4 separate regions of the Mus musculus genome follow, and all the other regions are linked to region 1. Evidence: chromatin contacts called from public ChIA-PET, Micro-C and promoter capture Hi-C data. All regions are on one chromosome and are shown on one strand. Each heading gives the region's core, a stretch centred on a gene start, on an enhancer-like site or on the middle of the called end of the contact. The rest is flanking DNA. Distances are from core to core; before and after follow the strand shown.

Evidence for each region. Promoter capture Hi-C pulls out the DNA fragments that hold promoters and counts their contacts. A called contact is a pair of places that touch in the nucleus more often than the background predicts. ChIA-PET counts read pairs in DNA pulled down with a chosen protein or histone mark.
Region 2: a contact with region 1 is called in a promoter capture Hi-C map of hippocampal neurons, with 2.5 times the contacts expected there. The contact joins the promoter of Acss2os here to the promoter of Pigu in region 1. A contact is called at or near these places in 2 of 39 promoter capture datasets (hematopoietic stem and progenitor cells and hippocampal neurons), 2 of 115 datasets of contacts at active chromatin or transcription factors (memory CD8 T cells and pancreatic cancer cells) and 1 of 9 other capture datasets (pancreatic islet).
Region 3: a Micro-C map of muscle stem cells shows a contact between it and region 1, with 4 times the contacts expected there. The contact joins the promoter of Gss here to the promoter of Pigu in region 1. A contact is called at or near these places in 1 of 39 promoter capture datasets (neural stem cells), 1 of 484 Hi-C or Micro-C datasets (muscle stem cells), 5 of 115 datasets of contacts at active chromatin or transcription factors (embryonic stem cells, memory CD8 T cells, microglia and 1 more) and 1 of 9 other capture datasets (adipose tissue).
Region 4: an RNA polymerase II ChIA-PET map of effector CD8 T cells shows a contact between it and region 1, with 16 read pairs. The contact joins the promoter of Itch here to the promoter of Pigu in region 1. A contact is called at or near these places in 2 of 39 promoter capture datasets (hippocampal neurons and macrophages), 1 of 484 Hi-C or Micro-C datasets (CD4 T cells), 5 of 115 datasets of contacts at active chromatin or transcription factors (effector CD8 T cells, embryonic stem cells, memory CD8 T cells and 2 more) and 3 of 9 other capture datasets (adipose tissue, liver and macrophages).

What each region holds. Positions count from the first base shown.
Region 1 is chr2:155,355,946-155,359,268 of GRCm38.p6, forward strand. It overlaps Pigu (phosphatidylinositol glycan anchor biosynthesis, class U), which reads right to left and starts at 1,479. Exons shown (of 12, transcript NM_001004721.1): 1 at 1,321-1,479. The coding sequence starts at 1,450. It overlaps Mir695 (microRNA 695), which reads left to right and starts at 872; the gene lies at 872-980.
Region 2 is chr2:155,555,239-155,558,201 of GRCm38.p6, forward strand. It overlaps Acss2os (acyl-CoA synthetase short-chain family member 2, opposite strand), which reads right to left and starts at 1,692. Exons shown (of 4, transcript NR_040613.1): 1 at 1,561-1,692; 2 at 265-382. Acss2 (acyl-CoA synthetase short-chain family member 2) reads left to right here. Exons shown (of 18, transcript NM_019811.3): 8 at 616-753; 9 at 1,095-1,265; 10 at 1,540-1,673; 11 at 1,859-1,991; 12 at 2,072-2,128; 13 at 2,311-2,391.
Region 3 is chr2:155,590,986-155,594,208 of GRCm38.p6, forward strand. It overlaps Gss (glutathione synthetase), which reads right to left and starts at 1,825. Exons shown (of 13, transcript NM_008180.2): 1 at 1,709-1,825. It overlaps Gssos2 (a long non-coding RNA gene), which reads left to right. Exons shown (of 5, transcript XR_001783522.2): 4 at 1,038-1,183; 5 at 1,467-3,223.
Region 4 is chr2:155,131,900-155,135,191 of GRCm38.p6, forward strand. Itch (itchy, E3 ubiquitin protein ligase) reads left to right here and starts at 1,582. Exons shown (of 25, transcript NM_008395.3): 1 at 1,582-1,686.

The sequences.
Region 1 (3,323 bases), core at 229-2,728:
TGTTTGAGCTAGGTGCTGGCTATCCATGTGTATGTATGTGTGTATATATGTATGTGTGCATATATGTATGTGTGTATATATGTATGTGTGTATATATGTATGTATGTATGTATGTATATATGTATGTAGGTTCTGTTTTGTTTAAAGACTTAAACTTGATCTAGACAGATGGTTCAGGGGATAAGAGCACTCAATGTGCAAACATGAAGATCTGAATCTAAATTCCCAGCACCCCTGTCAAAAGACCCAAAATAACCATTGCCTGAGATGCCTGTAACTCCAGCATTGGGAGGATTGTAGGAGTGGAGACCGGCAGAAACCCCCGGGGGTGGGGGCATACAGCCCAATTGAAATAGCTTCAAGTTCAAGTAGACCCCATCTTAGGAAATAAAGGGTAGAGTAATACAGAAAGACACCAGACATCCTCCTTTGGCTTCTGAACACACACCACAAGCACACACAACCCCCGCCCATACACACACAAGTAATAATGACAATAAATAAATAAATAAATAAATAAATAAATCAAACTGTAGCCCCAACCTAACCCACATCTTTTTCTGCTCTGAATATTTCACAACCTCGGGTATTTCTTGATCCTTTGCAACCTTAAAGTCCTCTTTTTTCTAATCTTTTCCCAAACCTGGTCCTTCATTCATTCATTCCGGAAAAGGGAAGGCAGTTTACTCAGGGTCAGACACTAAGGAAGTGACTATAGAAACTTGTTCGTCTCCTCTACTGTCCTGTGGCTCCTTCAGCTCAATCTCTGTCTTCTTGGAGGCGATAGTATGCAATAGGGTTTAATACACACACACACACACACACACACACACATACATACATATATTTAAAAAGCAAACTAAGAAAAACTTCACGAGGAATCCTAGATTGGGCATAGGTGACTGAAGTACACAGCTGCCTTTCTTACAAAGGCACTGGTTACCTTGGTCCTGGTCACCGGCTCGGCTATCTGCTACTCGGTGGAACACCCCCAGCAATCTCACTGTCAAAAGCTAACACTTCACAAGTCCCAATGCACACATCACCCTCGGATATCCATCCTTCCGCGGATCCCGCCGCCTGACTCGGGATACTGGGACACGCCCCCTCGGATACCCATCCCTAGGGTAGTGGGGCTCACACTCCACATCTCCTCCACACCCCATCCTCCACACCAAAGCTCCGCCCTCAGCTCGAAAAGAACCCCCAGACGCGGGTCAGTCTCCACAGAACCGTGCGCTTGTGTCCACCTCCTCCACCTCCAATTCAATTCACAGGCTGGCAGAGCGCCGACCGCCCTACTCTAGTCAGTGGCCTCACCTCTCTTCCAAGAGCTCAGTGGGGACACCACCTCCACCCTCTCGGAAATGAACTCGGCCAAACTGGAGCGAAACAAGGCCGCCCTCACGGTCACGGCCACCACAAGCACCAGGGCCAAGGGAGCCGCCATGATAACTGAGGCGGGCGCGCAGGCAATGCGGAAGAGCCTCAAGACTTGCGCGCCACACTGTAGTACCTCCGTGGAACGAGTGCCGTGGCTGTTGCTGGAGCACACAGACTTTAGGACTACCATTCCCAGAAAGCCCTGCGGCGAGTCGACGGAAAGTGGGATGTGTCAAACTTTTTGCAAAGGTTTGGACTACGCCTCTGATCAAGCAAGAGAAGTGAAGAAATATTGTACCTATTTTACTGAGATCGTGAGCAAAATTTAAAGAAATAATTTCACTCGTGTGAATATTTTAATGTTAAAATGTTTACCTTTATATTTTTAAAAAGTGCGACACTCGTATTTACTGAGCGCCAACCATCCTCAAGGCACTATATTGTGTGGCGAGGAAACACTTTGGAGTGGTTAATTATTAGCTTTGCGACCTTCAGCAAGTTATTTAACCGAGGGAGTCAGAGCAGGAACTCAAGGCAGGAGCTTGAGGCTAAAACCGCGGAAGAACCCTGCTTTTATAGACTTTCTCTTCTGCTCATGCTCAAACAGCTTTCATGCACAACACCAGCACACCTGCCCAGGGATGCTTCCTCCTCCGACAATGAACTGGGCCCTCTCACATCAATCAATTTTTCAAAATCAAGACAATTTCTCACAGACCAATCTGATGGAAGGCAATTTTTCAACTGAGGTTTCCTCTTCCAAAATGACCTTAGATTGTGTGAAGTTGAGAATAATAACCAGGACATGTACTGCAGCAAATTCTGTGTAGGATGCAGTTTTGCTTTTCTCAGTTCAGGTTGGTAGCTTGAAATCCCTCCAGGTGGGAGTGTGTACAGCTCAGAGATAAGCAAACATAACAAGTCAGGGGTTTGGAGAGCCCGTTGATAAGCGCCAACAGAGCCCGTTGATAAGCGCCAACAGTCGTTATGTATGAAAAGTGCTACATGGGTGCTTTAAAATTAGCTATAATAATTAATTATGCAAGAAATTTTTATATCCATGAAGAAAATGGAACAGTGCATCGATTGTATGACCATGGTTAACAAAAAGTATTGAATACTTCAAAATAGGGAGTAGAGGTTTTTGATTTTTCCTAGCACAGTAATGTTTGAAGTCATATGTCAGTTACCCTATGATTACTTGTATACTGTATTGGGTTATCATACTGTACCCCAGTTAAAAAGGAAAAACTATATTTTTAGAAAAATAAAATAAAATAAAATAAAATGCATAATTGAGAATATCCATGGGGAAGGGAGGAATGCTGGTGACAGAACAGGGTGACATTTTAGATGAGAACGGCAGGATGCCTTCTCATGGTTTCCAAGCAGAGGGGACAGCCTCGGAGTCAGGAAACAACAAATATAAATGAGAATCAGGAAAGACAGCCGGAGAGAAGGCTCAGCCCTCAAAGGCTAGGCTCACAACCAAAAGGATAAGAGGATCAGCGAAAAACTGAGTGTGGGCCAAGGAGGAGAAGAACATCTCTTGCGGAAGGAGACACACATGAGAGGCAGGCAGGGGCAAGTGACTGTAGTTAACAATTTGGGGATTATCCAAACTATGTGTCATTGGAAAGTTTTATTTTCATTTTGAGTTATTTTGGTTTTTAGACACTGGGACTTTATTATAGCTCAGACAAGCCTTGAATTCATTGTGTATCTGAAGATGTCTTTGAAAGCCTGATCCTCCTATCTCTCTCTGCCTTCTCAGCATTGAGATGGCCGGCTTGTGCCACCACACCTGGCCTTTTTTGTTTGTATTTCTGTGTTTTGAGATGGGGTCTTGTCATGTACTCCCTGGCTGACCTAGCAATCTCTATGTGATTTCAAGTGTGTGTTGTTGTTGTTGTTGTTGTTGTTGTTATTGTTAAGATTTA
Region 2 (2,963 bases), core at 442-2,941, 200 kb after region 1:
AGCTCTCCTCACCTGTAGGCAGTGACTAATTTTGTTTTTCTGAATTGTGTGGTTGTTTACATTCCTGCTGATGTGCCACCAGTCCAATAGTGTGTGTATGTGTGTCTTCAGGCTGTGTATGCCTAGTTATTTATCCAACAAAAATGTCTTTTGAGTGTCGAATACATTACTAGGTGCTAAGGCTGTGGGGGAAATACAGCTATGCCACCACCTTCCTAGAGGTCCCTGACTAGTTGGGGAAAATAATAATCAAGAAGAAAATACCTGAAAATATGTGTTGTAGGGAATAAACCAGGTGTGATGAATAATAACAACAGGAGGGATGGGGGTGTCAGCTACTGTTCAGGGGAGTCTTCTAAGAAGGTAGCATTTGAGCTGAGAGCTGCAAGACACGAAGGAGCCAGAAAGTGGCATTCTTCAGAGTAAGCCAGGTAAGCAGGAGTCTGGGGTAGAGGAAGAGCGAGAATGGCAGAGTGATCAGTTCTCTCTGCCCCATTGTACCCATGAAGGCCCCTCCCTTTCCTTTACCCCTACATGTAGGGCCTTAACCTCCAGGTACCAGGTAGGCTGTCCCTGCCTCACAGTTCTTCCCTGCCCATTCCTGTCTTCCCCCAGATCTGCTGGAACGAAGGGGTTGACTTATGGTGGCATGAACTCATGCAGCAGGCAGGAGACGAGTGTGAGCCTGAGTGGTGTGATGCTGAGGACCCACTCTTCATCTTGTACACCAGTGGCTCCACAGGCAAACCTAAGGCAAGTGTGTGTGTGTGTGTGTGTGTGCATGTGTGTATGTAAAGGTGAGAAGCGAGTCTCCAAGGAAGCTTGGAGTGACCAACAGAAACAGTAGAATGAGTACTGGGAATTCGAGTGATAATGGGTGACTCAGATACACAACCTAAGAATGTGAGTGCTCAGTATACTTATGTGACATCAGGGTGTGGTAAAGGAGATTGAAGCGAGACAGATGCTGTGAAAGGGCATTGGAAAAATTAAAATCTTTAAGAAGGATCTTTTTCCAGCTCTGTGCAGGCTCTATTTGTTGGTCAGTAGAGGAGGACACACAACCCCAGCCTGAGGCCCCATTCTCCCCACAGGGTGTGGTGCACACAATTGGAGGCTATATGCTCTATGTGGCTACAACTTTCAAGTATGTGTTTGATTTCCACCCGGAAGATGTGTTCTGGTGCACAGCAGACATCGGCTGGATCACTGGTCATTCCTATGTCACCTATGGGCCACTGGCTAATGGTGCCACTAGTGTTTTGGTGAGATGGGAGCTGGGCATAGACAAAATTCTCCTGGGTGACCATTTCCCAAAGCTTCTTAGTCTAAAGAAGGGAAACTTATACAGGAACCCACTTCCTGGAGAAAGAGGAATTTTGAGGGGTTGTGTATCCTACTACGATGTTTCTTGACTTGTGTGGTCAGAGGGTAAAGATACAGTTGGTCATAAAGGGTGAATCCTGAACGTGAGGGAGTGGTAGGGAATGGAAAGACTATTGGGAAGAGCCCAAAATAACCAGATCTCATTCGGGTCAGTTTGAGGGGATCCCCACATACCCAGATGAAGGGCGCTTGTGGAGCATTGTGGACAAATACAAGGTGACCAAGTTCTACACGGCACCAACAGCCATCCGGATGCTCATGAAGTTTGGAGATGATCCTGTCACCAAGTAAGACCCTTCCCCATCTGTTGTCCCATAGGTGTCCTTCAGAGCTGAGCACGGTCCTTTGTGATGTTTTCTTCTATTGTCCCAACTTCCTGGGATAGGGGAGGGGCAAAGGAACTCTGACTGCATGTGCATTTTGGCTCCTAGTGGTTCTCAGAATTTTCCTCTCTTCCACTCTCCTGCTCAAGGCATAGCCGGGCATCCCTGCAGGTGCTGGGCACAGTAGGTGAACCCATCAACCCTGAAGCCTGGCTATGGTACCACCGGGTAGTAGGTTCCCAGCGCTGCCCCATTGTAGACACCTTCTGGCAAACAGAAACAGTGAGTAAGGGATTCAGGAGGCTAGGGATTAGGGACAGTGTAGGAAAAGAGATTCAATTCCTGACCTCTGACTTCCACAGGGTGGCCATATGCTGACCCCTCTCCCTGGCGCCACACCCATGAAACCTGGTTCTGCTGTGAGTAAAGTGCTTCTTCTGGTCCTAGGCTTGGCAGGGATAGGATGTGGGGGTGTTAGCCTATTAGAGTAGGGTTCTGGCCTGAGAGCTGGGAGGAATTTGGGGCTCTGGGGCTCTGTGTGAAGCTGAGACAGAGTTGCCTCATTTTTCCTTCTTGGATTGCGCCTCTCATTTGCTTTCAGTCTTTCCCATTCTTCGGTGTAGCGCCTGCAATCCTGAATGAGTCCGGGGAGGAGCTGGAAGGGGAAGCTGAAGGTTATCTGGTGAGAATCTGGCATCTTTGGGAGAAGAAAGCATCTGCTAAGGATACTTTGTTTTAGAGTTTATAACCTTATCTTCCCTGGTAGTTGCTAATACTGTTGAGAGTTTGTCCTCTGCTGAGAAACACCCAAGATTCGTGATGATAAATTTTTGGAGTCAGGAGAACTTAGTCTTAATCCTTCCCTTGATGTCCATTTTTAGAAAAAAGAGTCTTTGTACCTTAAAGACTAATCATGTAGGCTCTGGAGTCAGCCTGCCTGTATTCAGACCCTGATTTTCTGTGACTTCAGATAAGCTGTTACCTATTGTCTTTGAATGTAATTTAAGTCTTTAAAAAATAGTACTTTTATCTCCTACATTTTATTAAATTAGATAATCCATACAAAAGGGTTAGTCTGGAACTGCATAGTTAGTGTTCTTAAATGTTAGCTGCTGCTGTCTTTGTGGCTAGTACCTGTCAGATCTCAATCTCATTTCCCTTTTCCAAAATCACATTAGTAACAAAGGCAGGAATCTAAGCTTTCTAACTCAATCTAGAATTCTGCTGGCACAGAATTCTTTTGATTAGAAATTA
Region 3 (3,223 bases), core at 575-3,074, 240 kb after region 1:
AAAAGATGGAACACAGTAGTGGGATTGAAGCCAACATCATGCCCCATAGCCTTCAAAGCAGAGAGCTTAATTAGTCAACTATTCAGCTGGGTGTGGTCATGCCTGCCTGTGAGACCAGTGCTTGGGAGGCTGAGAGTGGAGGATTGCTGAGTTGGAGGCCAGCCTGGGTGACAGAGCAAGATCCTGACCAGGAAAAGAAGTAATGAAACTTGTTAGCTCAAATGCTGTTGGAGATACAGCCCTGGCTGGCCTGGCGCTCAGGCTAGGCTAGCTTTGAACTTGCAGTGCTGGGGAGATCATGACAGCTGGACATTTGCAGCTTGCTGGTTAGTGAATGCGAGTGAGCTCCAGGTTCAGTAAGGCCCTGTCTTTAAAAACAAAAAAAATAAGGTAGAGGGCGAAGGAGGGGGCTAGCAGGTAAAGAGCTCAGACCCCCAATTATGCACATAAATCCTGGGCAGATAGTGAGCAGGCTATAATCCCAGAGGTGCAGAGAGGAAGTGCACTGATCAGGGAAGACACCTGATGCTCAGGGCACCCTCACATACAAACACTGACAGCACATCTGCATCTCACACACACACATACATACACACACACACACACACACACCAGTGTTTGGGTGTCCATGCATATTCATGAACAAAAACACTATACTAGTAATAACTAGACAATGCTAACTGGGCCCCTTGTTTTCCTTTCTACAGATTTAACTGTTCTGTGACTTGTTTGGCTGGTGACACTCAAGTTTGTATTTACACAGCAAGTTCTTTCCTGGTTTTCAATCTAGAACACTCCTCCTGCTCCCTGGGGCGGTCCTCCTCTAATGAGTCTCACCCTGACATCCCAGCCTCACGTGCACTTTTCTCTTACAGCCCATTTCTTCCAGTCCTGTGGATTCTGCTGACTAAATGCAGCGCTTTGAATTCCCTCATGTCTGCCTCTACTGCCAACCCACTCCTCTTCCTGGGCACTTTCAGAGTAGTAAAGGCATCTTAAGTGACTAAAACACACCAGCCTCTCTCTCTTACTTTCAGATCTTGGATGATGACGCTTTCCTGCTTTCCTCGCTTTCCTGCTTTCCTCGTGGCTTAAAGGTTCTCCCACTGAGCTACATCCCCAGCCTCTGTACCCCCAACTCTTGATTCTGTTTTGGAAGCCATCGCCGGATTTCTCTGTCCAGGTTCGTACCTCTATCATAAAAATAGCATTTGCCTTGATACTTCATTGAAGGTTAAATAAGTAAGTGGTGAATGAATCACGAAAAACTTTAAAACGCCCACACAGAAATCCCGTTGGACTTTAATCCCCTGGGCGAGGCGAGTGCGGGCTCAGGGCCTCGGGCTACAACACAGTCGCTTGTCCTGTCTTGTCCCCGTGATGGGCCCCGTCCGCTCCCCATCCCTAGACAAAGTTTGTTCCTGATCTCTCCCAGTTTTTGATGGTGGCTTGTTTATTTTCCCTAGAACTCTGGCTCTAGCCTCGCTAACAGTGTCCGAGCTGGGAACCGGCGATCTGGAAATCTAGGTTCAGCACGCCCAGCACAAGCCCCTCACTGGACACAAGTTTCCCGGTGCTCGCCGCGTTCCCAGCCACCGCGTCATCTGCCCGCTCGCCGCGTTCTAATCGCTCTCAGACCCCTCCCTCACCGCTCTCCTCCCAAGGAAACTTGACCCTCGCCAGCCGCCGTCGCGAAGCCCCGACTTACTCGCTCGTTGTCCAGCTGCTCGCCAAGCTCAAACTCCGCACGCCGTTACCCGGGCTCGGGGGGCGGGGCTTCGGTACGACCCAGTGCGCCTGCGCAGACCGCCCCGCAAGGCTAAAGAGGAGGGGTGGGGAAGGAGCCCTGTGTTTATGGAACTGGACGGCGGCCGGGAAGGGGCATTACATGAGCAGTGACCTGGGCTTTAAGGAATACGTCGGTACTCTAGGGAGAGCCTTGGTTGTGGCTACAACGGCGGGATGCTACCTGTTAGCTTAGTTCCCAGAGAGTTAGAGCTAGTGGCACGCTGTGAGATGGGGACACTCAAAGGCAGAAGAGAGCGTCGCATCCTCTGGGAACCCAGAGCAAAAGTTCTCTTAGCCACCCCTGTCTTCAGCCCCCATGGGGCTGTTTGTAAATATGCAAGTTCATTATCCTCTTCCCTCTATACAGACCCCTCATCCTCTGGCAACCTACAGTAATTTAACTTTGTTTTCCCTAGACTGTGAGAGGTTGATTCAAAATCTGAGTTATCTTGTATTAGTCAGGGTTCTCTAGTCACAGAACTTATGGGTAGTCTCTATATAGTGAGGGAATTTGTAGATGACTTACAGTCTGTAGTCCAACTCCCCAACAATGGTCAACAGCAGCTGTGAATGTCAGTCCAAGGATCTAGCTCAGTCCCACAAGGCAAGCAGGGCAAAGAAGAGCTAATCTTCCTTCTTCCAATGTCCTTATGTAGGTCTCCATCAGAAGGTGTGGCTCAGATTAAAAGTGTGTGCCTGGATCTGGGACTTGCTTTGTCCCAGATGACCTTAAACTCAGAGGTCTCCCTGTCTTAATCTTCTGGAATTCATAGTCACTAGGCCTCAAGATCTCCATGCCAAGATCCAGGTCAGAAACTTGTATCTCCCAGTCTCCAGATTAGGATCACAGGTGAACCTTCCAATTCTGGATTGTAGTTCATTCCAGATATAGTCAAGTTGACAATCAGGAATAGCCACTATATATACCTGATTTTAAAAAAAGATGTTCCTTTCTGATAAAAATTTTCCTGAAATGAATGTATCTGATCAAACCCTAGGGAATTATGCCTAAGATAGCAAACTCCTAATTGGTTTGGTGTAAATAAAAGGTGGGCTCTAGAGTGTGGGGCAGGCTGTTAAGAGCTGGCCTCAGGAAGAAACCTTGAGGCTGGAGATTTAGCAGAGACAAGACGCCATTCTATATATTAGGTACAGACAGACATGATCCAGAGTTAGCTGTAAGTTGGTGAGGCTCCAAGCCATCGCTGTGAAGGGAAAAAAGGGGAGGGGGAATGTCAAATTGAAGAGAGATTTATGAAGGAGAATTTCTACTGACTGTAAATCAGTGGCCTAACCCAGGGACCAAAATCCTTCCAACTCTTTAGATAAAGCAGGTGCCTCTCTCCAGTCTAGGAAGGACAGCCCTCCAGATGTCTCGTATGAATGGGACAGAGTTGGCAGGGAGGTGATCTGGCTGTTGCCAGAATAATGTTTG
Region 4 (3,292 bases), core at 332-2,831, 220 kb before region 1:
CCCCTAAATAAAGAAAAAACTGTAGATAAAGATTATCTGGAACTAGATGACTTGGCTTGGAACCTTGGTTTCTGTGTTAGTGATCTTGGGCCAATTAATAATTTCCTTTATATTCAGTTGTTTTCTGTACAAAATAATAAAGTAACAAAATATATTTATAATATTTGTTAAAATATCTTATAGTATGCCCAGTGACAAGAATCATCTGGGATGCTAGTTTAAAAAACAAAACAAAACGAAACAAGAAACCAACCCAGATTCTCCTAGAGCACACCACTCTCTCAATATTGGGGATAAAATCTTGGGCCTCATCAATGCTATGTAAGTATCTACTAGTGAGTTACATCTTGAGCCAACTCTTACAGCTTAATCCCTAATGTGGCAAACATTGGCTGGAAGTGCAGAAGAACTTTTAAATACTTAAACACACCAAACCAAAACTAAAAAACAAAAACAAAATCCCAAAAACCCAAACCCAGGGTTTCACCACGTAACCTCGGTTGGTCTAGAACTCTCAAGATATTTGGACATGGCTAGCCTTGAACCCACAGAGATCCATTTGTCTCTGTCTTCTAATGGAACCTGAAGCTTGCTGTGTGGTCTAGGGCGTTGACTAGGGAGCTCCTATGTCTGCCCACCACTGTTAGGGGTCCGTTGGTGCCAGCTTTTATATGAATGCTGGGGTTTCAAACATCCTTGTGCTTGCATGGCAAGAGCCTTTACCCACTGAACCATCCTCCCAACTCAGAATCTTTTTTGTTTAATAAACTCAGCACATAATTCATAATATGGTAGTTTCAAAGGTATTTCGAAAAGTTTAAGTGACTTTCTAGATAGTTTCCTTACGAGGAAACAGGATAAACAATAATAGCAAAGTTTGCTAATTATCACGTGCCTCTATTATTACCACTGCACAGCCTATTAATTCGGTAGGATTAGATGTGTTTTGCCTGGGTTAAGAAGTTTAATTTAAGCATCTGAAAAGGTAACCAATGGCATCTTTCACATAGTTTTGTTGTAAACGTTTAGAAGTATGCTTTTCAGTTTTTATAACTCATGCCGCCTTGGCGCTGTCAAGCTGTCACCCTCCTAAGAACTTCCTGTCAAAAGGTGGAGAAAGGAGAATTTGAACCCAAACAGTGTAACTCCAGAAGGATAGAACCGGCACAGTGCTTCATAAATTGTGATTCCTGCTGTTAGGAGTATCAGGAGAGAACTTGATAAAAATGCAGATTATAAAGCAACCCCTATTCCATCCCAGATCTACTGAGTCAGAAACTGGCGGTGGAGCTCAGCAGTCTGTTTTTAAAAGCTGTTCAAGTGATTCTGAGACACGCTAGCATTTGGTAACAGTCTTTAGAGGTCCTGGCGGGGAAGAAGGGGTCAAAAGGAAGGAACGAAAGAAGAAAGGAAAGAAGGGAGAAAGGAAAGGAGAAAGGAAGGAAGAAAAGAAAAAAGCCTTGGAGATGTAGAGAGCAAGGCTTAGTGTCCACTTCACCTGGAGGTGAGGAAAAATGATTTAGGAGGCTGGCGCGCAAGGCCTGCTGGGGCCTGTAGTCCGGACTGCGCCGAGGAGGCCGCGCCTGCGCACTAGGTGTGAAGTAGCTCTAGTCGCTGTAGTCGGGGCTCGGGACCGGCTGCCATCTTAGCGGAGGGACTGAGGAGTCGTCGCCGCCCCGAGTCCCGGTAAACACGCGCAGGCAGACTGGGGTCATTTCTGTGGCTTGGAGGGAGTTTGGATGAAAAGGCATGGGGAATGCGAAGGGTAGAGGAGTGTGGCGCTCGAGTCTGGACCTAGAGCCGGGGCTGCTCTTCCCGCAGCCGGTGTCCGTGGGGGGCGCCCGGAGAGCCGGCTGGTGGCCCGAGCCGAGTGGCGGGTGGGTCAGCAGGTCGAGCCGAACTGCTAGTGCTTGGCCTAGGCGTCCGGAGCCTGTAGGCCCGCGAGCCCCAAGTTGGGAGAGAGCCGAGCCGCGGCGGACGTGGGCAGGGTCCAGCCCCGCGCCCCGCTGCCGCGCCCGGGGGTTCCTCTCCCGCGGCCCGGCCTACGCGCGGGGCCCGGTGGCAGCGGCCCGCCCGCGCGACGTGGCCCTTTGAGGGGCGGCGGCCGGGCCCACCTGCCACCTGGCAGGCTCCCCCCGAGACTTTTCCAAGCTCCCACTCGCAGAGGACCTTCCCCAGTGACTGCTTCCCCTTCTGTCTTGTACTTCCCTCCTCCCTCCATTGTCCCCACTCATGGTGGTCCCGGCCCAGGCCGGCGCCACCGACTTTTGCAGACGTGGAGCTGTCACAGCCCTTTCTACCGAGAGCGTACTTTTCTTGAGCAAAGAAAAAAGTAGAGGTGAGCGCATTTGAAAGGTGGAAGCCCAATGAGGGCAGGACTTTTAAATAGAAGACTTGAGTTTTGAGACATAGTTCCCGGCTGCAACTTCAAGAGAGAAAAAAAATATATAAGGGTCAGTGCACCCGAAGTAGGCATTGGGCCTAAAGTTAGAGATGTGACCAGGTGACTTGCAAAGTACCCCAAATTCACAGTTCCCCACTCGCTTGTTTTCTTGGCTGTGTTAGAATCCTAATCCTGTTGAGACTTCTGTTCCTCTTTAAGCTGCAGTGAACTTGTTCTAAAGGGGGCAGTGGGGAGAAGAGGGAGGTTTTCTTCTTCACAGTTGACAGAACACCATCTAGCCACCCATCATCATTCTCTTAAGTGGGTGGTTCTCCTGTATCCTTATCTTAAGAAAGTAGGTAAAGGCTGTGTATGTTCACTCCCAGGATTGGCAGAGGGCTTGGTTCTCATCTGAAATAAAGTCTTTTGGGGGCAAGTTTGAGATTCAGCCTTGTGTATCACAGGGTTACCTAAGGCTTAATTTTGCAGGTTTAAAAAAGATTGAAATTTTCTTTTGAACAGTGAATATACTTTGTATGTGTGAGTTCAGGAATTCAAACTTCAGATGTCAACAAGGATATATATACTATGAATCCAAAAGCAAGTGCCTAATACTTTTTACTGTATTCTAGAGTAAATTCTACATTCTTTAAAACAAACAAACAAACAAACAAAACAACAACAAAGATTTACTTAAGAGACAGACTGATCCATGGTCCCAAGGTTTGGCCATTAGTGTAATTACAAGAGCTTTTAATTTTTTTGTTTTTGTTTTGAGACATGATTTGCTCTGTATCGCTGACTGGACTAGAACACACTGTGTGTAAACCTAGGCTGGCATCAAACGTCATTCTGTCTTCCTGCCTCTCCCTCCCAAGTGCTGGGATTATAGGTGCTTAACCAACAGAG